Linked DNA regions of Urocitellus parryii: region 1 is linked to region 2. The links are chromatin contacts, called in public Hi-C maps. All regions are on one chromosome and are shown on one strand. The core of a region is the stretch at or near the end of the contact, and the rest is flanking DNA. Distances in the headings are between cores, read along the strand shown.

What was found. Hi-C and Micro-C count contacts between places; a contact is called where the count stands out from the background.
Region 1: a contact with region 2 is called in a Hi-C map of muscle, with 4 times the contacts expected there. The contact joins the promoter of Castor1 here to the promoter of Hormad2 in region 2. A contact is called at or near these places in 2 of 2 Hi-C or Micro-C datasets (liver and muscle).

What each region holds. Positions count from the first base shown.
Region 1 is chr3:116,203,927-116,209,728 of mUroPar1.hap1, reverse strand. It overlaps Castor1 (cytosolic arginine sensor for mTORC1 subunit 1), which reads left to right and starts at 3,891. Exons shown (of 8, transcript XM_026408954.1): 1 at 3,891-4,123; 2 at 4,747-4,817. The coding sequence starts at 4,011. It overlaps Tbc1d10a (TBC1 domain family member 10A), which reads left to right. Exons shown (of 9, transcript XM_026408951.2): 9 at 715-1,506. The coding sequence ends at 1,191.
Region 2 is chr3:116,034,572-116,040,584 of mUroPar1.hap1, reverse strand. Hormad2 (HORMA domain containing 2) reads right to left here and starts at 1,817. Exons shown (of 11, transcript XM_026408948.2): 1 at 1,803-1,817; 2 at 480-533. The coding sequence starts at 1,817. It also overlaps the pseudogene LOC113196845.

The DNA of each region.
Region 1 (5,802 bases), core at 2,642-5,141, 170 kb before region 2:
TCCTTATCCAAGCCACCGGGGAATGAAGAGGAGCTGCAACCTGTAACCTCTTCTTTCCTGGTCCCACATTCATGGCCTGGGCTTTATTTTTCCTTTTTTTTTTTTTTTTTCTTTTCCTTTGTGGATACCGCTCTCTCAGGCTACAATGAAGTGATACATGAGTGGCCAGCTTCTATGGCTTGAGGCCAGGGGATAGGGCTGATGCCATTGCGTGGGGAAGAAATAGAAAGCAACAGCCCATTTTTGTACTTGCTTTACCAACAGCTGCTGAAGACTGTGCCATTATCCCTATTTTACGCATGAGGAAATGGAGGCTCACAGAGGCAGGATCATAAAGTGACTCCCCCAGTCACCAACCAAAAAGTGGCACAGCTGGAATTAGCCCAGGAGGCCAGGGTGCCCTAGGCAGTTGGGGGGCAGGGCATGTGGGCCAAGAATGGGTGTTGTCCTGAGCCTTATTTCTCTTGCCCAGTAAGAAAGGCAAATTGACTTGTGTTGTGAGCAGCTTTTTCCTCAGAGGCAGTGGGTTTCATGTCCCTGGCACTCAGCTCTGGGACTTGGGACCACAGCTTGGGACCAGATTCTCATCTTTGCTGGGTTCAGCTGTTATCAGTGAGAGCTGGGAGATGCTGAAGGGAGAGCAGGGGTCCAGGCTGAAACAACTGGTGATGGTCCTTCTTCTTGGTGCCCACCTGCCCCTCACTGCCCCTGCAGGTGGTAGAGTTGCCTGTGACAGAGCGCCAGATTGAGCGGGAGCATCTCATCCAGCTGCGGCGCTGGCAGGAGACACGGGGTGAGCTGCAGTGTCGCTCCCCACCCAGGCTGCATGGTGCCAAGGCCATCTTAGATGCAGAGCCCGGCCCCCGGCCTGCCCTGCAACCTTCACCGTCCATCCGCCTACCCCCAGATGCACCCCTCCCTGGCTCCAAAGCCAAGCCCAAGCCTCCCAAGCAGGTCCAGAAGGAGCAGCGGAAGCAGACAAAAGCAAGTGGGCAACTGGACAAGTCCCTGTCCCCCAACCAAGCTGCGGTAGTGACGGCTGCAGGAGATGCATGTCTCTCACAGGATGTGCCCTCAAAGGACCTGGCCTCTCAGGCCCCAGCCCCCCAGGACTCAGCACCCCAGGACTTAGCCCACCACTGCTCCCAGGAGAGCCTGACATCCCAGGAGAGTGAAGATACCTACTTGTAACCCCGGCAGCTCAGGCCTCCAGGGTGGGGGTCTCCACACACCTACATGATTTGAAGACTGATGCTCCAGCTCCTGCTCACCCAAGGGCCCCACTGCTTGGCCACTGGGCTGGGAGAGTCTGGCTGGACTAGCACAGATTCTGCCTGAGCCTCCTTATTTATTTTCTCTAGAGTGGAGCTCTGGCTGGCCCAGCCAGGGCAGACAGAAGCCAGGGCCAAGTGGGTGGGGCCTCATTCAGCACCCTTCCTGGATGCTCCCAGGATTAGGGTGCTGGCATGAGGAGAGAGGGTGGGGTGCCCTTTGTGTAAAATAGAAATGTGGTTTTGTACAGAAATAAACAGGCTTGTGTAGAGAGTTGGTGTGTAGCTAGGGACTGGGAAGGGGTGACACCCTGGTGCTTAGCATCTCTTCTCCACATCTCTTAACCCAAAACTATCCTCTTTGAGAAGAACCTTTGGCAGAGGAATTGCCAAGTCCAGGACCAGCCCCTCTTACTGGCCCCATCTTCCCTGACCCCATCCCTTTCCTCTGCCATGGATGAGGGACACCAGGGCTTGGAGCCCACCACTGGATCAGAGCAGGGTTATGATTTCCTGGACTTAGGTCCCTTTTAATAATCATTGAAGGGTAAGGGCTTCCTGCAGAGGTGGCTTCAAGTTCTTTCCCCTCCAAGGCCTAGCCAGATGCCACTTCAGGTCCTGATTAGCTTCTGAGTGCTCATTGGAGATTGGGAGCTGGCACCAGGGGTGAGGAACCATGAATGTCCTCATGCTCAGCCCAGACCTCTGTCAAGAGGCAGACAGGTGAGGGGAGAAGTCTGGGTCCTTGATAAAATGCTGCCTTATGTTTACTGAGCACTTACCTTGTGGCAGGCAGGCTTGGTTGTGTGGTGTGCCTGAGAGGTAGGGAACTGGAGCCGAGTGGGAAAGGAGCCTTGCCTTCCAACATGAAGAGTCACACTGGCACCTAGATCCCTTCACTCATCTCCCTCTCCTGACCAGTTTTCTAGTGATCCTACTGCCACTGAGAGGCCAGGCAGGCATTTGGTCACAACTGATGACTGGCAAGGCTGAGGACAGGGTGTCCCTGAGAAAGGCCCCCCCCCCCTTCTGCTGAGGAAGCAGCTTTTCCAGTCAAACAATAGGAGCTGTTCCTGGCAGGAGACCAGGCTCAGCCAGGCCATAGTGGGTGGGGAGGGTGGAGGGAGGAGCAGAGCCTGTGAGCTTTTAGGCATTGGTTGTGTATGAGACATCTTTTTCTGGTACAGCTGGGGATACTGAAGCCTAGGGAGGTGAACTACCAGTGGAGGCTCGAGGGAGACCACCCACTTCCTCCCCCTGCCCATTACCCTGTGTTTTCCCACCCTATCTTCACCTGCCCTGGGTGAGATGGGCTCAGTCTGAGAAACACTCCTCCTTCCTCCAGTTCTCTAGGGGACAGGCCAGGATATCATGGTTGCACAGAGTTTCCTGGAATACCTACAAATCCAAGAATGCAGGGAATAGGTTTAGCGTGATCCCTAGGTGCTTGTGGTGGAGGTTCCAGAACAGGTAGAAAGCCTGCTCAGTATTACTTTAACCCACTTGGTTCAAACCCTCTGTTTGAGGCCAGAGGATGCTTGAGCCAAAAAAAAAAAAAAGCCCCTTGGAGCATGCTCAGCTCTACCATGAAGCCACCTGAGCTTGCTGATGCCTGCTCAGCCTTGAGGTCGTCTTAGACCTTGCAGAGGTCTGATAAGAATCTGGGGTGCCAGCCAGTTCTGGGGGCGTCCTTGGGCCTGAAGCAAATTAAGATGTGCTTAGGCCAACTGGGTTCTGCTAATGCCTACAGGCTCCGGAAAGGCCTCTGCAGAGCTCAAAGCCCAGGCCTAAGGTCTAAGTATCCTGTGAGCCTTAATTGCATGGGTCTGTCCCTGCAGAGCCCTGGTCATCCCTAGCCCAGGCACTTCTGAGTATCATTTTTATTGAGGGACCTCAAGCTGGGGCATCTTCAGTGCTCTACCCGACTGGCAGAGGTGGCTAGGTTTCGCCTTACCTCTGAGCTCCTGGTGGGGAGTCTTCTCCGGAACTGGGTGAGAAAAATGGGGCCACCAAGGCCTGGTGGCCCACTTGCAAAGTGGAGAGGGGATATTATCAATACCAATCCTAGGCAGCCACTGCTTTGGGAACGGGGGGGCCTTTGTCACCACAACTTCAGTCAGCTTTGGAGGTTTTGCCTCACACGAAGCCAGAAAGAGGAAGGACAGAAATGCCTCACACCATCACACTCTTGGGAGTTAATTACATCTCGTTCCGGGAATTTGGGGGCAGCATTCTACTCCCAGTCAGGCTCCGGTTTGTCTCAAGGCCCCTCCTAGTCTTAAAGCCCTCAACCACAATGCCCACGTGTGTGCCCCAGAGGACAGAATCAAACCCGTTCCTACTAAACAGCCGCCAGCTGGTGGAAAGGGCGGAGCCAAAGGGTGGGGGCGCGGTCAAGGCGGGGCCCAGGGAACGCAGGCCCAGTGGAATCAAGCGGTGATTCGGGAGCTAGGGCTAGAGGGGTGGAGCCATCCGGGGTGGGGCTCGGAGAGCTGGAAGAAGCTGGGTGAAGTACTGGTGTGGAAGGCGTGGCCACCTTGCATAGGCTGCGCATCTTGAAGGGCGTGACCGTCAAGTAGCTGGGCGCCCAGCTGAGTGCCCTGTTGGGCGGGTCTGCAGTGTTGTGAGCGGCGTGTATAGTCCCGCACAGCGGCTCCTTTAAGTCCGGGGAGCCACCCCTGCCGCCCCGCCTCCGGCCTCGGTTTAGCTGGCGGCGGGGCTGGGGCCGCGCGAGCCGAGATGGAGCTGCACATCCTAGAGCACCGGGTGCGGGTGCTGAGCCTCGCCCGCCAGGGTCTCTGGCTCTACACCCACCCTCTCATCAAGCTGCTCTTCCTGCCCCGCCGTAGCCGGTGCGCTCCCGGGTTCGGGGGCGCCGATGGGGGCGGGGGGGGCTCTTCACTGTCTCTCCCGGCCAGGGTTGGAGGATTAGGATCGTCGCGAGGCGGGCGGGAGCGGGAAGGCAGGCGCTCCCCCTCCGGCCGCCATCCGGCCTGGGCCTACCCTCCCGGGGACCGCCGCCTATCCGGTCCCGGAGGCTGCATCCCAGGGCCAGTCAAGGCGCAAACAGCCTGGAGTGGGAAATGCTTAACTCCGAATGGTGTGAAGTGGGGGCATTCCTACCTGGCCACTACGGAGAGCTCCTTCCCGACGCCTCCCATCAGGTCAGAGGGGCCGGCCTGGGGGCCCAAGGTCCGATGCCCCTGGTGTTGTCTCGGGTGTGAGCCTCTCCTCCCTGGAGTAATGGAGGGGCGGGAGGCTACGGGGAGGGAGTTTTGGAGGTGGACAACAGCCCTTGCCTGGGGAAATGGGGCCCACACCCCTTTGCCAGGGGAAATTGAGCCTGCGGATGGGGGCCGGGCAGGAAGGCGCCTGGCAGGGGGTCCTTTGGGACGAATTGAGCTCAGTCCACCCCCACCCCCACCCCCCGGGAGTGCTCCACTCCAGGCTGAAGATCCTCCCTACTCCCGACCAGGTGTAAATTCTTCAGCCTGACGGAGACCCCCGAGGATTACACGCTCATGGTGGACGAGGAGGGCTTTAAAGGTGGGGTCTAGTCTCATGCCTCCCTTTATGCAGGATTCCTAACGGATGCTGGGATCCAGATCCCAAGAACTTGGGCCTTGAAAGGCAGATGGATCTGGGTTCGAATTCTACTCCACCACTCACTGGCTCTCTTGATGAAATCACTTTCCCTGAGATATTTCCTCTTTTGTAAAATGGGTATAGTTACGGTAGTGATCTAGCAGGGTCCCAGGAGGGTATCATAAAAGTGAAACTGTCAGGGAGGGGTCACTTAATTGCCTTAGGCCAGTAAGGAGGGGGGCAGGTATCTTAGCTACAGGTCCGGACTTGAATGTGTGGGGTGGGGGAAGGAGGTTCCTGCTGCTGTTTTAACCCCTAAGCATTGTTTTCTGTTGGACTTTTATCCCGGGTACACGTCAGCTCCTCTCCTGCTGGTCTAGGAACTCCTGGAGTCTGAGGGTTGAGAAAGGAATGCAGGAGCAGGCAGCCAGGGCAGGGTCCTGGGGGCCTCCTGGCTGTGCCTCTGGGAACAGCAGCCAACCGGGGCCCTGGCCCTTGTTCAGAACTGGCCGCCAGCCTGGTCCCTCCCTGGGCCCTGGAGCTGCTGTCTCTTCCCACTTCTGCAAGAGTTACTTCCTTACAGGCCGGGATCACACTAACCAACTGGAGGCTGTCCTATCTCCTTGCTGCTCCACTTCAGGCCTTGGGTTCCGAGTTGCTACTTAATTTCAGGGAAGTCTGGATCTGCAAACGAGGAAAAGCCCTTCCACCCACAGGCTAACCCAATCTGCTTGCGCCCCCCAGTGGTGCTTTGTGATATAAAGCTTCTGTTAATGCTCAAAACATTACTTTCATCCCATTTTACAGATAAGGAAACAGATCATTTGCCCCATAACAAGTAATTAGCAGAGCTGGGATTTGAAACCAGTTAGTTGAGTCTGGAGTTCAGATCTTTAATGGGAAGGTTCAACACCCCCCCCCTTCGCCAACACACACACAGTACCCA
Region 2 (6,013 bases), core at 568-3,067:
TTGAATTGTTGCTGAGAGTAAATGAGTTAATGTTTATAAAGTACTTATAGTGCCTGGTTCAACAGTTTAATATTTTTCATGTATTGTTTCAATTGTTACAACAAGCATGTATTACTCTGATAATCTGTAAAATATTAAATAAAACCAAAATTAAAATAAAGAGAATACTTGAGCCAGGCGCAGTGGTACATGCCTGTAATCCCAGCAACTTAGGGAGACCCTGTCTCAAAATAAAATATGAAAAGGGCTGGGATGTGGCTCAGTGGTCAAGTGACCCTGGGTTCAATCCCCAATACTAGAGGGGGGGGGAGGAGTGGGGGGAGGGAAAACACCAGTAGCCTCATGGAATTTACAATCCTATCAAAAAGAAAAGACTTGGACATAAAAGAGAAGTTAGCATACCAGACAGCTGAGAATAAGTAGTAAATGAATGGAGAGACACTAGAGGCTCCAGGAAGAGAAGGTGAGCTATTGGTTACCTGAGGCTGGCCCTGAGTGAAGGCTTTGTAGGCAAAACGAGACCTAGTTGGGTCCTGAAAAAAAGGTAGGATTTGAACAAGTGGCAAGAAAGAGGAATACAATTAGTTCAGGCAAGGAAGCAAGAATGCTATGACACATCTGGGACACAGGTATCAGGTTGAAATCATGATGCTGAGAGTTCAAGCAGGGTATAATGGGAATAAAAAGGGAGAAGGACATAGAAACCAAGATGTAGCAAATCTAGAATGCCACATAAAAAAATTGTATTTAATCCTTAAAGAAACAGGAAATTCCTGAAACTTGGATAGGGAAGTTTTCTTCTATTATTAAATGCTTGAGTTAAAAAACATCTACAGCCCTAGGACCACCAGAAGTATCTTATATGTGTAGCAAAGTAGTAGTCCTCAAATCTGATGAAGTTCTTTAAAAATTTTTATTTTTTAAAAATTTTAGCTAGGCTCAGTGGTGCATGCCTGTAATTCCAGCAGCTTGGGAGGCTCAGGCAAGAGGATCGCGAGTTCAAAGCCAGCCTCAGCAAAAGTGAGGTGCTAAGCAACTCATTGAGACCTTGTCTCCAAATAAAATTCAAAATAGGGCTGAGGATGTAGCTCAGTGGTAAAATGTCCCTGAGTTCAATCCCTGGTACCCCACTTTCCAAAAAAAGATTTAAAAAATTTTACATATGATATATATATGATAGTTACATAGAGTATAATTTATTCTAATTAGGATCCCATTCTTGTGGTTGTGTATGATGTGGCGTTTCACTGGTCGTGTACTCATATATAACAGGAAAGTTATGTCTGATTCATTCTACTCTTTCCTGTTTCCATCCCCCACCCTTTCCTTCATTTCCCTTTGTGTAATCCAATGCTTCTATTCTTCCCTCCTCCCCCTCCTTATTATGTGTTAGCATTCACATATCAGAGGGAACATTTGGCCTTTGGTTTTCTAGGATTGGCTTATTTCACTTAGCATGATAGTAACTAGTTCCATCCACTTACCAGTAAATGCCACAATTTCATTCTTCTTTATGGCTGAGTAATATTCTACATTCTCTTTATCTATCCGTCTGTTGAAGGGCATCTAGGTTGGTTCAATAGCTTAGATACTGTGAATTGAGTTACTATAAACATTGATGTGGCTGTTATTATAATATGCTGATTTTAAGTCCTTTGGGTATATGCTGAGGATAACTGGGTCAATTGGTGGTTCCATTCCAAGTTTCCTGAGGAATCTTCATATTGTTTTCCATGGTGTTACAGCAATTTGCAGTCCCACTAGCAATTTCCTCGCCAACATTTACTGTTACTGTTACTTACTGTTACAATTATCATTCTTGATAATTGCCATTCTGACTGGGGTGAGATGGAATTTCAGTGTAGTTTTGATTTGCATTTCATTAATTGCTAGAGATGTTGAATATTTTTTTATATATTTGTTGACCATTCATATTTTTTCTTCTGAGAAGTGCCTATTCGATGCCTATTCTGTGAAGTGCCTATTCAGTGCCTATTTAGTGCCCATTCATTGATTGGGTTATTTGTTTTTGGGTGTTAAGTTTTTTGAGTTCTTTATATATCCAGGAGATTAATGCTCTGAGGTGCAGGTGGAAAAGATTTTCTCCCATTATGTAGGCTTTCTCTTTATACTCTTGCTTGTTTCCCTTGCTGCAAAGAAGCTTTTTAGTTGGATACCATTCCATTTATTGATACTTGATTTTACTTCTTGTGCTCTAGGAGTCTTACTGAGGAAGTCTGTTCCTAAGACAACATAATGGAGATGCAGGCCTATATTTTCTTTTGGTAGCCATAGGGTCTCTGGTTTAATGCTTACTTAGGTCCTTGATCTACTTTGAATTGAGTTTTGTGTAGGGTGAAAGATAGGAGATAAATTTCATTTACTGTATATGTGTTGAGAGCCACAGCCAATGTATATGGACTTCCAATTTTCTCAGCACCACTTATTGAAGAGGCTATCTTTTCTCCAATGTATGTTTTTGGTGCCTTATCTAGTATAAGATAACTGTATTTGTGTGGGTTTGTCTCTGTGTCTTCTGTTCTATTGGTCTTCGTGTCTATTTTTATGCAGATATTTTGCTGTTTTTGTTACTGTAGTTCTGTACTATAATTTAAAGTCTGGTATTGTGATGCTTCCTGCTTCACTTTTCTCACTAAAGATTAGTTTGACTATTCTGGGCCTCTTATTTTGCCAAATGTATTTCATGACTGCTTTTTCTAGTTCTGTGAAGAACATCATTGGAGTTTTAATAGGAATTGTATCAAATCTGTATGGTATTAATTCTGCCTATCCAAGAACATGGGAGGTCTTTGCATCTTCTAAGACCTTTTTCAATTTCTTTCTTCAGTGTTCTGCAGTTTGCATTGTAGAGATCTTTCACCTCTATTGTTAAATTAATTCCCACTATTTTTTTGAGGCTATTGTGAATGGGATAGTTTTCCTAATTTCTCTTTCAGCTGATTCATCACTGGTGTATAGAACACAATTGATTTATGGGTGTTATCTTGTTACTTTGCTGAATTTATTTATGAATTCTAAAAGCTTTTTGGTACAGTGTTTTTGGTCTTCTAAATATAGAATATCGTTGGCAAATTGGAGTAGTTTGAGGTCTTCTTTTCCTATTCATATCCTTTTAATTTTTTTTGCCTAATTGCTCTGGCTAGGGTTGATGAAGTTTTTTTTTTTAAATAAATGACAGTGGAATGCATTATGATTCTTATTACACACATATACCATAATTTTTCATATCTCTGGTTGTATATAAAGTATATTGACACCAATTTGTGTCTTCATATGTACTTTGGATAATGATGTCTATCACATTCCACCATCCTTGCTAACCACCCTTTCCCTCCCATCCCTCTGCCCTATCTAGATTTCATCAGTTCTTCCCATGTTCCCCTTCCCTACCCCATTATGAGTCAGCCTCCTTATATCAGAGAAAATATTCGGCATTTGTTTTTTTGGGATTGGCTAATTTCGCTTAGCATTATCTTCTTCAATGCCATCCATTTACCTGCAAATGCCATGATTTTATTCTCTTTTATTGCTGAGTAAAATTCCACTGTGTATATATGCCACATTTTTTTAAATTCATTCATCCATTGAGGGGCATCTAGGTTGGCTCCACAGTTTAGCTATTGTGAATTATGCTGCTATAATGTGGCTGTGTCCTTGTAGTATTCTGTTTTTAAGTCTTTTGGGTATAGATCAAGGAGAAGGACAGCTGAGTCAAATCGTGGTTCCATTCCCAGATGATGAAGTTATTTTTAAGACCAAGTCATACTTATAAGCTTCTATTACCAGCAAGCCTCAATATGATAAAATACAAATTTGGTTAGGTTCTGGGGATTCCAAAACTTGGTGATAGAATATACTTTAACTGTTACAATTGTAGTGAGACTACACTAACATAGATGAAATTATTTTTAATACTTATGTGGCCTTAATAATAAATAGGAATTTATCTTAAGATTAAGGTTGAGAAAATTAGTTGGGTAGATCTACCCTCAATCCTTTTTTAGGCCTTGCACAGCATTTTAAAACTGAAAGGATCTTTGAGTTAATCTAATAAAATGTACTCATGCCTCAGGTGCCAAAAAGAAACCTAGGAAATAAATTATTTGCCAGATCATAGTGCTAGCAAGTGATTGAGATCCTTTTACTATATAACACAATTCTACTGCTTAAGTTTTATAATTCTGTCACACAGAAGCAGAAACTACCCCTCAACAGGTCTTTAGATGAAAAAGAACTTCCCCAAAGCTTTTCTATATCCATAAAAATGATTTTAGAATGTACAAAAGACATTCTAGATATAATTATGATGCATAAGAATGCAAAGTTTTAAAATTATGATGATAGCAAATCTTTTCCTGGCACAAATAACACTTGTTTGAAAAAGGTGTGTGTGTAGGGGGGGAATGCAAGTGGGTGATTTTCCTATTTTATTAAAAATAAAAGGAAGACAACTGTACAGTTTTTTTTCTTTTTCTCCCAGCTCCCAGTGTGTAATGTTAAATATTAGCCCTAGCCAGGCATATATACATATACACAGACCTAGTCTCTAAAACTGCTTGGCAAATTCAAAATCAACTGCATTGTCTTACTGTCAACTTCCTGTCCTTCCCCTTCCCTGTCTATAACTATTTATAAAAGACTCAGAAGTAAAAAGAGGTCAGGAGGTTTTTAAGTGACTAGTGAGACCAGATAAAGCCATGTCTTATGCAATAGAGACAACCACCAAAAAGTCCTTCTAGGACACAATCCATCAATTATGTGGAAAAACCCAAAGTTTCAACAGTGCACACTGAAGCACTTGGCTGACTGATTCCTCTCACCTTCCCCAAAAGTTTCCACTTCCATTTAACAGGGGACTTTGTGAAGCCCAAAGACCCTCCAATGGATAGTTTCTAGCTGACTGGCAAAAGCTTTAGCTTCTCCCAACCATTACTTGGACCCCATCCCCTTCCTTAAGAAAACAGAGAGACCATAAGGGCAGATTAACAAAAGTGAGAAGGAAACTGGGCTTGGACCTGCCACTGCTCATCATTGGGAAGTCACTCCAGGGAGAGCTTTTTCTACTTCCCTTCTTTGCTGCTCGAAGCTGCCACCCCTTTCCTCCCCACCAAAGGTTCTGAAAGTCTCAAAAGGGGTGCCCAACTTAAAGAAAGACTTAAAGATACTCCTACAACCCCTGTAGTTCTGGGTTCCCACTCGTCTAGCCAGAACAAACTACCTTGCCTGTTCTGTCCTCTGCCATCTATCTTCATAGTGAACAAACTACTCAACAAAACACACATACCCACCTAAATCCCTAACCCTGTAATATTACTAGCAAATCAACAAAACAAAATATAAGTATATCCTCATCATTACACAGATGAGATTGGTTGTTGCTGTCCTTGTACAACTGGTTAAGGAAAAGGAAATTATTCTACAATTTCTGAGGAATCCAAATTCTGTCTCTAATAAAATCAGAATAGAATGGGGCAAAGGGTTATAGATGAGGACCGAGAGAGAAGAATGGAGAAAAGTATTTACAGAAAATAGAGAGGAAGGAGTGTCCATAAGAAAAACCTTCATTGTCACTTCTTGGCAGCCCTCTTGGCACTGGACTTGGCTTTGGGCTTCACTGGTTTGGCCTTCTTGGGTTTGGATGCTTTGATGGGCTTGGCTTTGATAACCTTGGGTTTTTTTTTTGGTTTTCTTGGGTGTGGTAGCCAGCTTCCTCTTGGCCTTCTTGACTGGGGGTGCTTTGGGCTTCTTGCTGGGGCTTCGAGGCAGCCTTCTTGGCATAGCCACCTTCTTGATTTCTTTCTTTTTTTTTTTTTCACTACCAGAACATCACATAAGTTTATTTCAGATGTAACAGCAATGTTAAAATTGACAAGTTTAATTCTTAACTGCACCAAGTAAACTTAGCCATTAAAGTAATTTTAAAGTTTTCCCTCCAAAAACTGAGGGAGCTTTTCTTTTCCACCACCACACACCAGTTTCCTAATAATCTCTT